2 separate regions of the Oryctolagus cuniculus genome follow, and region 2 is linked to region 1. A link is a contact called in public Hi-C data. All regions are on one chromosome and are shown on one strand. The core of a region is the stretch at or near the end of the contact, and the rest is flanking DNA. Distances in the headings are between cores, read along the strand shown.

The links. A called contact is a pair of places that touch in the nucleus more often than the background predicts.
Region 2: a Hi-C map of an unstated tissue shows a contact between it and region 1, with 2.0 times the contacts expected there. The contact joins the promoter of TMEM267 here to the enhancer-like site in region 1. A contact is called at or near these places in 2 of 6 Hi-C or Micro-C datasets (ear pinna and an unstated tissue).

Annotation. Positions count from the first base shown.
Region 1 is chr14:68,756,566-68,761,650 of mOryCun1.1, forward strand. The region is part of intron 1 of NIM1K (NIM1 serine/threonine protein kinase); the gene reads left to right. All of the region lies in intron 3 of LOC138845189 (a long non-coding RNA gene), which reads right to left. Among named protein-coding and RNA genes, the nearest start is that of NIM1K, 36 kb to the left of the region's middle. Within about 2 kb of position 2,481, at least 1 of the 8 cell types and tissues checked has an H3K27ac peak or open chromatin away from gene starts, as enhancers often do.
Region 2 is chr14:69,001,540-69,006,624 of mOryCun1.1, forward strand. It overlaps TMEM267 (transmembrane protein 267), which reads right to left and starts at 2,611. Exons shown (of 4, transcript XM_008262169.4): 1 at 2,235-2,611. It overlaps C14H5orf34 (chromosome 14 C5orf34 homolog), which reads right to left. Exons shown (of 13, transcript XM_070056700.1): 13 at 2,767-2,829.

The DNA.
Region 1 (5,085 bases), core at 1,231-3,730:
TATTGATTTATTTGTCTCTTCTTACATACTTTCTTAATTACAATAGCCCCTGGCAATATAGTCTGCATAAGTCTAACATGATCCCTACTCTTAAGAAGTTTACAATCTGATGAGAAAGACAGCCTATATATAAATTATAACTTTATGAAGTGGTGGAGAAAAGTCACAATGCCAGCCAGAGGTGATGAAAATATAAAGGAGAACTCTATCTGATTTATGGTGGAGGGGTTGGCAAAGATTCCTGAAAGATGTGCCTCTGAAATGAGCTTTAAGGAGTCAGTAGGAGTTTGCAGAAGTTAGGCGCATACTTGGTGTCTTCATGGAAGCATCAGGAGGAGATGCGTGGCTTGTCCAGTGTGGGGAGTAAGGAGGCATTGGAGGAGATGGCCTCTGACAGGAAGTGAGCCACTTTGCACAGGGCCATTTTAGGGTGTTAACTTCCGGTAAGCGAGATGGGAAGCCGTCAAAGGGTGGTCAGTAGAGAAGTGACATGCCATGACAGCTTTTAGAAGGATCTTTCTGGATGCTTGGTTTGAAGCTGACCCTGTTAGCAGTGAGCGAGTAGGCAGGCCAGGACAGAAGCTCTGAGACCACCTACAGAGGCTGCAGCTATAACTCCCTGTTAACCTGGTGGGGCTTGTCTGATGGAAAGTGAGTATGTTCTGGACACATTTTGAAGGAAGAGCATTGGGATTTGCTGACAGATTAAACATGAGGTATGAAAAGAGGAGTTGAGGTTTTTGTCTTCAGCCGGAAGGATGCGTTGCCATTTACCAAGATAGAGGAAATTGAGAGGAACACATCTGGGGGAGAGAACCAGAAGCTTGGTTCTCTTGACTTTAAAAGTAAACACAATATAAATTAACAACAGGGGTCACTGTGCGCTGACTTCCCATGCAGGACCTCTGTTCTCAAAGAGTTATATTATGAGAGTTAACAGTAAAAGTTGTTCTTAAAGATTTATTTTGTTTTAGTGTATTAAGTAGAGGATATTCTTATGTCTCATATGTTTTAGTTATGCCTAAGTGTTCCACTCCATTGCTTGTTTTCTTAGGTGCTTTTTTAATTAACAATGCAATTCATTCTCAAGGACTTAATTTCATTTGATGTATTAAGTGGAGGATATTCTTATGTCTCATAGTTACAGTTATGTCTAAGTGTTTGCAAAAGATTAATCATTCTTGGGTGCTTCTTTAAAGTTAATTTAATTTTAAAAGAAAATGAAGTGAAATTAACTTCAAGATGTAATAACTTTGAACAGCCCTTGTCTCAACAGTTGAGGAACGGTTTTTTGTATGCAAATTGTTGAACTCTTTACTTAGCATAGAGTTGGTCTTCTGTGTATAAAGTTAATGGAAAATGGATCTTAGCAGAGAATGGGGCTGGGAATGGGAGAGGGAGGAGGAGGAAGGGTGGGAGTGTGGGTGGGAGGGCGGGTGTGGTGGGAAGAATCACTCTATTCCTGAAGTTGTACTTGTGAAGTGCATGAAGTTTGTATTCCTTAAATAGAAAGTTTCTTTGAGGAAAAAAAGTAAACACGAGAGATTACTCTCCAAAGTACCGGGAACTTCCGAGGAGAACCCAGGTGTCGGACAGGGGAAACGATTACATCAGCGTCTGAGCTGTCCTGTTCTCAGTGGCTGGGAGGGCTGGCTGGGGCACTGGGAGGGTGGAGGAAGGACAGCTTGTAAGGAGGCTTCACTCCCACAGATGAATTAGAGAGCATCCAGATTGTGGGATCCCGGGCTCTGGTGCCTTGTTCTAGAGGGAGGCGAGACAGTGGGCTGGAGTAGTCCGAGAAGGCTTTTAGAAGGAAATGAGACAGGAGCCATCTTCACAGGACGGGAAGGCGTGGGCACAGAGGGAAAGAAACAACGTTGTGGGAATAAGTGAGTGCCTTCAGAACACAGAAATTCCATGCCTGGCTGGAAGAGTGGCTGGGGGAGGCTCTTAAAAGAGTTTGTTAGACAAAAATACAGAATTTGCACTTGACTAAGGGCAGCTGACAGTATTTCTTTTTTTTTTTTTTTTTTTTTTTTTTTTGACAGGCAGAGTGGACAGAGAGAGAGACAGAGAGAGAAAGGTCTTCCTTTTTGCCGTTGGTTCACCCTCCAATGGCCGCCGCTGCAGCCGGCGCACCGCGCTGATCCTGGCAGGAGCCAGGAGCCAGGTGCTTTTCCTGGTCTCCCATGGGGTGCAGGGCCCAAGCACCTGGGCCATCCTCCACTGCACTCCCTGGCCATAGCAGAGAGCTGGCCTGGAAGAGGGGCAACCGGGACAGAATCCGGCGCCCCAACCGGGACTCGAACCCGGTGTGCCGGCGCCGCAAGGTGGAGGATTAGCCTATTGAGCCACGGCGCCGGCTCAGCTGACAGTATTTCTTATATTGAAGCAGTAGAGGGAGATGAAAGTGTTAAACTCTCCTGAGTCCAGTCTTCCACATCAACGCCTACTTCTTTAAAACTCATTGCCATCCCAGTTGTCTTCTACCGCTTCTGTTGGAGTACGTTCAAATCCAATTCTGTAAATTGTTTGTGAAGGGAATAGAACACTGAGCTGCCAAAATAAAAAAAAAAGTACCACATTCACTTGTAACAAGTGAATCTACATACCATATTTTTCAAGTAATACTGCTAATCTAAATTGAGTTTGAAATCTTGATTGCATTTAACTTGGCCAAATTTGTTTTTCAGCATGGTTACGTGTGTGTGTTTGATAATGTGGATGCCGCAAAGGTCCAGAAGAGGGCAATGTGACACCTGGACTTCTGGATTTTTCTTCCACAAACATTTTGGAATTCATCCCACTTTTTAAAACTCCAACTCCCAGAAGGCCAGGGTAGAAATGTGTTGTGCACATCAGCATCCAACACTCTAACCTGCTAGGAAAGAGCCTGAGAAAGGGGAGGGGCTTGCTCAAGGGCACTGGAGCATTGAGTAGGAATGTCACAACCCTACCCTTGCACGACCCTAAGGTAGTACTTACTCCAAGATCCCATTTGGTTGTTTAATGTGGAGGAATCTCCCTCAAAAACAGTTTCCCAAACTTGGGTCATATATGGTAACTTTTAAAGGAATGAAATTCTCTGGTTGGGACATAGATTATTTTATTATAAGTAAATATAAATTAAAATTTTACATTAACGATACTGAAGAATGTAAAAATATAAAACCCCAGTCATTTAAAAAATTTATTTATTTGAAAAGCAGAGAGAGAGAGAGAGAGGCAAATAGAAAGAGAGGGCACTCCCATGTGCTGGTTCACTTCCCAAATGCCCACAGCAACCCGAGCTGGGCCAGACCAAAGCTGGGAACTCCATCCACATCTTTCATATGGGTGGCAGGAATCCAATTTCTTGAGTCATTACTACTGTCTCCTAGAGACTCTATGGGTGGAAGGTGGAGTCAGAGGTGGTGCACTCTGATACAGGATGCAAGTTTCTTAACTGTGAAGCTAAATGCGTATACCTAAAATTCTATTTAAAGTTCATTTTCCTTATAGCTTGTTTACAAGCATGAGAAAAAGAAAATTTGGCCAAGTTAAATGCAATCAAGATTTCAAACCCAATTTAGATTAGCCGTATTACTTGAAAAATATGGTATGAAGATTCACTTGTTACAAGTGAATGTAGTACTTTTTTTTTTTTTTTTTTGGACAGGCAGAGTGGACAGTGAGAGAGAGAGAAAGGTCTTCCTTTACCATTGGTTCACCCCCCAATGGCCAGCGTGCTGCGCTGATCCGAAGCCAGGAGCCAGGTGCAGGGCATCCTCCACTGCACTCTCGGGCCACAGCAGAGAGCTGGACTGGAAGAGGAGCAAACGGGACAGAATCTGGTGCCCCAACCAGGACTAGAACCTGGGGTGCCGGTGCCACAGGCGGAGGATTAGCCTATTGAGCCGCGGCGCCGGCCCAATGTGGTACTTTTACAAACGAAAGATACAGTTATTTGTGTCACTTTAAATCAAACTCCTTGGGGGTGGGGGCCTGGGTGTCTGCATTTTTAAAATAGTCCTTGGTGACTTGGGTGTGGATCGAGGCCGGGGATAACTGCTGTAAAAGAAAGAAGGGAAGATAGTGAGGAATGACTGCCGACCTCTCCTACACCCCCTTTCACTGCTCCCCGGTTCTGCACCACCTACTCCCTACCCCACTGCCACCCATTCGTTCAGTCTGAATTCTCCCAGGCCTCTCTCTATGCATGTACAGATACACGCTACATACCAGGGCACAAGAATGTCCTGACATGCAGCAGTGACTCCAGAATTTCTATCAGAGTGCTTCTTAGGATAGTCATACTAGTAGAAAGAGCATGAAACTGTGTTTTCTATGGCAATTTGCATTAATTTAAGAAAATATGTTTATTTAAATCAAAGAATGGAGTCTGGTGGAGAACTTTCTGTGGTGGCAGAGCTAAAGCCCACAGAAGCCACCGCTTTATTCAGCCCCCGCGAACATCGCCCTTCTCTCTCCGCAGTGCTTTGGGATACTGGCTCTGACACGCTGGTTCCATATCTATGAAGATTTAAAAAATTAATGTCAGTTCAGATTGTTATTACACATTTCTTACTATTTTTGTGCTTAATAACTTCTCTTTTGTCACTTGCCACCACCTCCTCTCACCTCTACTTCTGGGCAAATATTGAAGACTTCTCAGATCTGTTCCTTATTCTGTGTAAAGGGAACAATTACAGTGTACAGGATGGGGCAAAGTGGGTAAAGCTGCCGCCTGCAGTGCCGCATCCCATATGGGTGCCAGTTCGAGTCCCAGCTGCTCCACTTCTGATCCTGCTCTCTGCCATGGCCTGGGAAGGCAGTGAAACATGGCCCAAGTCCTTGGGCCCCTGCAGCCTGCCGTTGTGGCCAGTTGGGGAGTAAACCAGTGGATGGAAGACCTCTCTCTCTCTCTCTCTCTCTCTGCCTCTCCTCTGTCTCTGTGTAACTCTGACTCTCAAATAAATACATAAATAAATCTTAACCAAAAAAAAAAAAAAAAAAGCCAATGTATAAGAAGCTTTCAGTAAGACTTCAAATCCACTTGAACTTGTGATGCAAAAAGGAAGACCTTTTGTTCTGCAGCAACGTTTT
Region 2 (5,085 bases), core at 1,361-3,860, 250 kb after region 1:
TTTATAAATGGAAAGCATACACAGCTTGCTCACAGGAATGGACTTGGAAGCAGAGCCTCTAGTCCCAGTCAGGCTGAGATGCTCACAGCCCTTGCCAACATCTGGACTGCAACTTCATGAGACCCCGACCAGCTAAGCCTTTTCCAAAGCCCTGACCCACAGGAAAAAATGAAATAACAGCTACTTATTTTTAAGCCTCTTAGTTTTGGCGTAATTTGTTATGAAGCAGTAGATACTTAGAACAGCACTATTTTAACAGTGATTCTAAGGATACAGATTCCTGGCATCTATGCCACTCCAATTATTGGTGTAGATATGTAGTAAGATATTGAATGTAAGAGAGAGAAATCTAGTGGCGGCGCTGTGGCACAGCAGGTTAAGCCTCGGCCTGCAATGCCAGCATCCCTGGGAATGCAGTGAAGATGGCCCAAATGCTTGGGCCCTTACACCCACACAGGAGACCCAGGAGAAGCTCCAGGCTCCTAGCTTCTGCCTGGCCCAGATCCACCCTCTGTGGCCATTGAGGCATGATCCAGCAGATGGAAGATTCCTTTCTGCCTCTTCTCTCTAACTCTGCCTTTCAAATATATACATTAAAAAAGAGAGAGAAAGAAATCTAACAAGTAAACTTCCTCTACTATTTATTGTCTGACCAGGACACTGAAGTGTATCCATTTCTAGTACTCATCTTTCTTCTTAAACTGTTTTCTTCCTTTTCTATTTCTTGTTCCTCCTCCTACAAATAAAATGGACTCCTCAGTCTCGTAAACTCCTCAGTTGTATGTGTATTTTACATACTCTTGTTGGAGAAGTTCCTTAAGACCAATGATTATAATTTTCTTTTAAATGTGCCATGAGTAACATCTAAAATGTGCTAGGTGTTTAATAATTCATTATACTAATATAAAGGGTAAGCACATAAGCACCCCTCAGCCTACAAACTGAAGCTAGTATTCTGCAGTTTCCTGACTTAGTCACCCACATCATACATTTTTCTCAATCACATGCAGGAGCTACTTTCTGCACTAGGCAAAGCGTGTCAAACCCTGTCCCCATTAAAGCAACTGCCTTCAATTATTTGGCTTTCAGAGTGTACACAGAAGCAATCCCTCCGTTCCTTAACTCTACATACACATAATTACCTAGTCTCTAATTACACGCTATCACGAATTAGTTGGTAATAATCTCTTAGACCTTGTTTCTGCCAAAACAAATAAGAGTTAACAGATTCCCAAGGCAGACGTCATTTTCTGCTTCAGCATTGCCCCCTCCCCACAAATCTCACTAGTGACAGAATGTCTGCGGTAAAAGCAGTCCGAAGTCCACAACCTGCCTTTACGCTGCTTTACAAATAAGTCCTGTTTGCCGAACTGCAGTTGTGGTGAAACTTCCTCTGTTTAATTTCTTAATGCCAAGACGCCAAGTGTAACGCAGCCAACTGGCAGGGGAAGGAGACGCCAATCTTGCTCACCTTCCCTGAAACTTTTCACAGCCATCAGCTCTCCGCACACAAAATGTTTAGTTCCTATGACCCTCACGAATAAAACATATACAGTCCTGAATCGCAACATGTTTCTGAGACGATGCGATAGCTTTAAAGTGTCAGCTTTTAAAAAGCGGGGCAGAAAGCGCTCCTGTCTTGAGGGAAGGGCCCACGTAACGCAGCACAGCACTGAGACCTCTACAGATCCGGGGCGCGACGGGGTTCTTACACCTGTCGAGGACAGCAATGGGTCCTGCGGCCGACGCCGGACCCCGGCCCCGGGGCCAGGGAAACGCCGGCACCGCGGAGCCTAGGAGGGGGCTGGGAATCTAGGGGACCTGGAAGGCGGTTTCGAGGCGACGCGCAGCCCCCGGCAAAGCGGACGCTGCCGGCCCACAGGCCACGCACATCCCACTTGCTCCGGTTCCCGGAGGACACCATCCCCACCCGCAACGCGGACCTTCCAGACTTCAGACTCCCGTGGTCCCAGCCTCCGGCCTGCCCCCGGAGGCCACGGGCCGCGTCCACTCTCCGCCCGCCCCACCCCCGGGCGGAACGCAGCCGTACCCACCCTCGCTTCTTACGACTGGAGCGAGCCGCACCGCCAGCAGCAGCCACGCCCCTCTCCTCCGCCCCCCCCCCCCCGGGCCCGCACCATAGAGACGCAGGGCGCCGGCCAGAGCGGCTCCAGCCCGCAGCGTCGGCGAGAGCACGCCGGGATAGTGTCCCCCGTCCTCGTAGAAAGCGATACCTGAGTAGGCGTCGGTGGAACTTGTAGGTAGCGAGTTCCTTCCCGCATTCAGAGGAACCTTGGGATGGCGGGGTGAGAACTAAAAGCGCCTCGTTGGGTTTCTTTTTCTCAAATCCGAGGACACGCTTCTTGGCTCAGCGAGCGCGGAGCCACATAGTCGCCCGCGTCCCCACGAGGCACCCAAGGAGCGGCGGGGAAGCTGGGAGGGGGGATGGCGCCACCGAACGCGGGACTCAGGCGAGACTCCAGACCCTGGAGCTAGGAGCCACGGGGTTCGAAGCTGTAGAGCTATTTTCAGCTTCATTCATCGGGTCCTTCAGGGCACAGGCGGGGGTGGGGGACCCTCTGACCTGTCAGACCGGAAGCTCCTCAGTAGCGCTCCACTGCCCCCTGGCGGATTTCTTGGTAATTCTTTGTCTCGGCGCGAGCGGAGGTTGGGATAGCGGTGACAGGCCTGTGACACTTTATCATGATGAAAAAGCGTCTACAGACCGAGTAGTTTGATCCTAGTTCACTGGACTCACGGATAGCTTGTGTCATCGCACGGTGGCCGGGTCCCATTCCATCTCCCTGCCTCGGTGTGGTGCGTGCTAACCTAGAATCAGAGAGACCTCTAGTTTGGCGGTTGGCTCTAGGATACACTGGCCTAAGAGCCCACAGAGGAACATTCTTAACCCCTTCCTATGATAGGGGCCTTCCCAAAGAAGGGCCTTTCCTGGGAAGGGGTATGTGTGACCGCTTCAACTTGTTTTCTTGTAACATGTTTTTCTGCCAAGACTGGGCCATTTTCTGCCCATTGGCAGGAAGCTGGATGGAAAGCAGAGGAGCTAGGATCGGAACTGGCACTCCAAGTGGGATGTGGGTGTTGTAAGCCACTGTGCCACGCCCGTCACTGAATACAACTTTTTTTTTTTTTTTTTTTTTTTTTTTTTTTGACAGAGTGGATAGTGAGAGAGAGAGACAGAAAGGTCTTCCTTTTGCCGTTGGTTCACGCTCCAATGGCCGCCACGGCTGGCGCACTGCGGCCGGCGCGCCGCGGCTGGCGCACAGCGCTGATCCGAAGCCAGAAGCCAGGTGCTTCTCTTGGTCTCCCATGGGGTGCAGGGCCCAAGCACTTGGACCATCCTCCACTGCCTTCCCAGGCCCCAGCAGAGAGCTGGCCTGGAAGAGTAGCAACCGGGACAGAATCCCGCACCCGGACCGGGACTAGAACCTGTGTGCCGGTGCCACAAGGCGGAGGATTAGCCTAATTAGCCTCGGCGCAGGCCTTTGTTTTTGAATACAACTCTTGAGTGCTTTCATTCATGTTAAAGACAAATTTTCTCAGTCTGAATGCAGTAACTTTTTAGTACATGACTCAGTCTATGCCTTCTGGAGGGCCAACATAGATGGCCTCCTTTAAACTACAACAGATGTGTTCTTTTCTCTGTAGCCGAGTCTACTGCCTGAAGGCAGCGATTCCGTTAAGCAGTACATATCCGGTGGTTTCAGGCGGTAGGCTACAGAGTGATTTATGGAGCACGTGTTCTAGCCGTAAGACATAGCTGGACAGACTAGTAAGTACTGTAAAGGAAATAAATAGGATGATGTCATGAGAGTTGGGAGAAGCTAACTTTGGTCAAGTAGTAGGGAGGAAATACTGTTGGGATTTGAAATGTGAAGCAGCCCATTGTGAGAGGAACGGAAGTGGGCATCAGGCCCATTCAACTCAGTGACATGATCACTCCTGACCTATCACACTTCCGCTTCTTCCCGGTTTCCTCAGTTGCTTCTTCCTTTTCATGAGGAGAGTTTGGTCTTGTAAAGAAATCAGAAGTTAGAACATTTCTAATTGTATTTGGTATAATCCTGAAGTCTTTTTGGGTGTATGGTTTTGTTCATTACAAACTTACAATAGCACTTTTGGTGAGCTAATTTCTCCCAAGATTTTTCAGCTTAACTTAGTTTTCATATTCAAAAACAATGAGAGAATCTGGTTCATGAGACAGTTATATTTGCTAAAGTGCTTCTTAGTTTGTATTATTGCCTATGTCAGTTTTTTCCCCACTGAGATCTAGTTGTCTTTCACAGTTCTATTGGAAAATATTTGGATAAACTAAATAGCAAATGAGCAAATACACTATTCTAAATATTAAAAAAAAAAAAAAAACTTGAAGATTTATATTGATTGCTCCACAGATAAAAACAACAGCTTTAAAATTTTACAAGAGGGACCAGCATTGTGGTGTAGTGAGTGAACCCGCTGCCTGTATGGACGCTGGTTTGTGTCCTGGCTGTTCCACTTATGATTCAGCTCCCCACTAATGGCTTGGAAAAAGCAGCAGAAGATGGCCACTGCTTGGGCACACCCCAACCCCCAACACCCTCCACTCCCTACCCAGCCCCCCACCCCCACCACCATGCCCCAGCCATTGCGGCCATCTGGGGAGTGAAACAGCAGATGGAAGATTACTCTTGTCTCTCCCTCTTCTCTATAACTCTGACTTTCAAATAAATAAATAATTCTTAAAAAAAAACTTTACAAGACATTTTGATAAAATTGAAGAATTAAAGCAGTCCAAAATTTCCAAAGCTTTTATTAATATAAATGTGTATTTTAAAAATTTATAAATCATGTAAAATACCTCCAAAGTTAAATATCAGTTCTCATACAATCATTGTGCAGAATAAATGTTTACAATTTCTTGGCTTACTAGTAATTTCAAAGCCGGTTCTTGAAACAACTTCCTTAAAAAGAATATATTGTAATAATTCCATTTTTCACTTTTTAGAGTTTGATAGAAGGCAGTCAATATCCTGAAGGATTTCAGAGGTTTTTTTCAATGCGACTGATACTCGATTTTCATGAGGC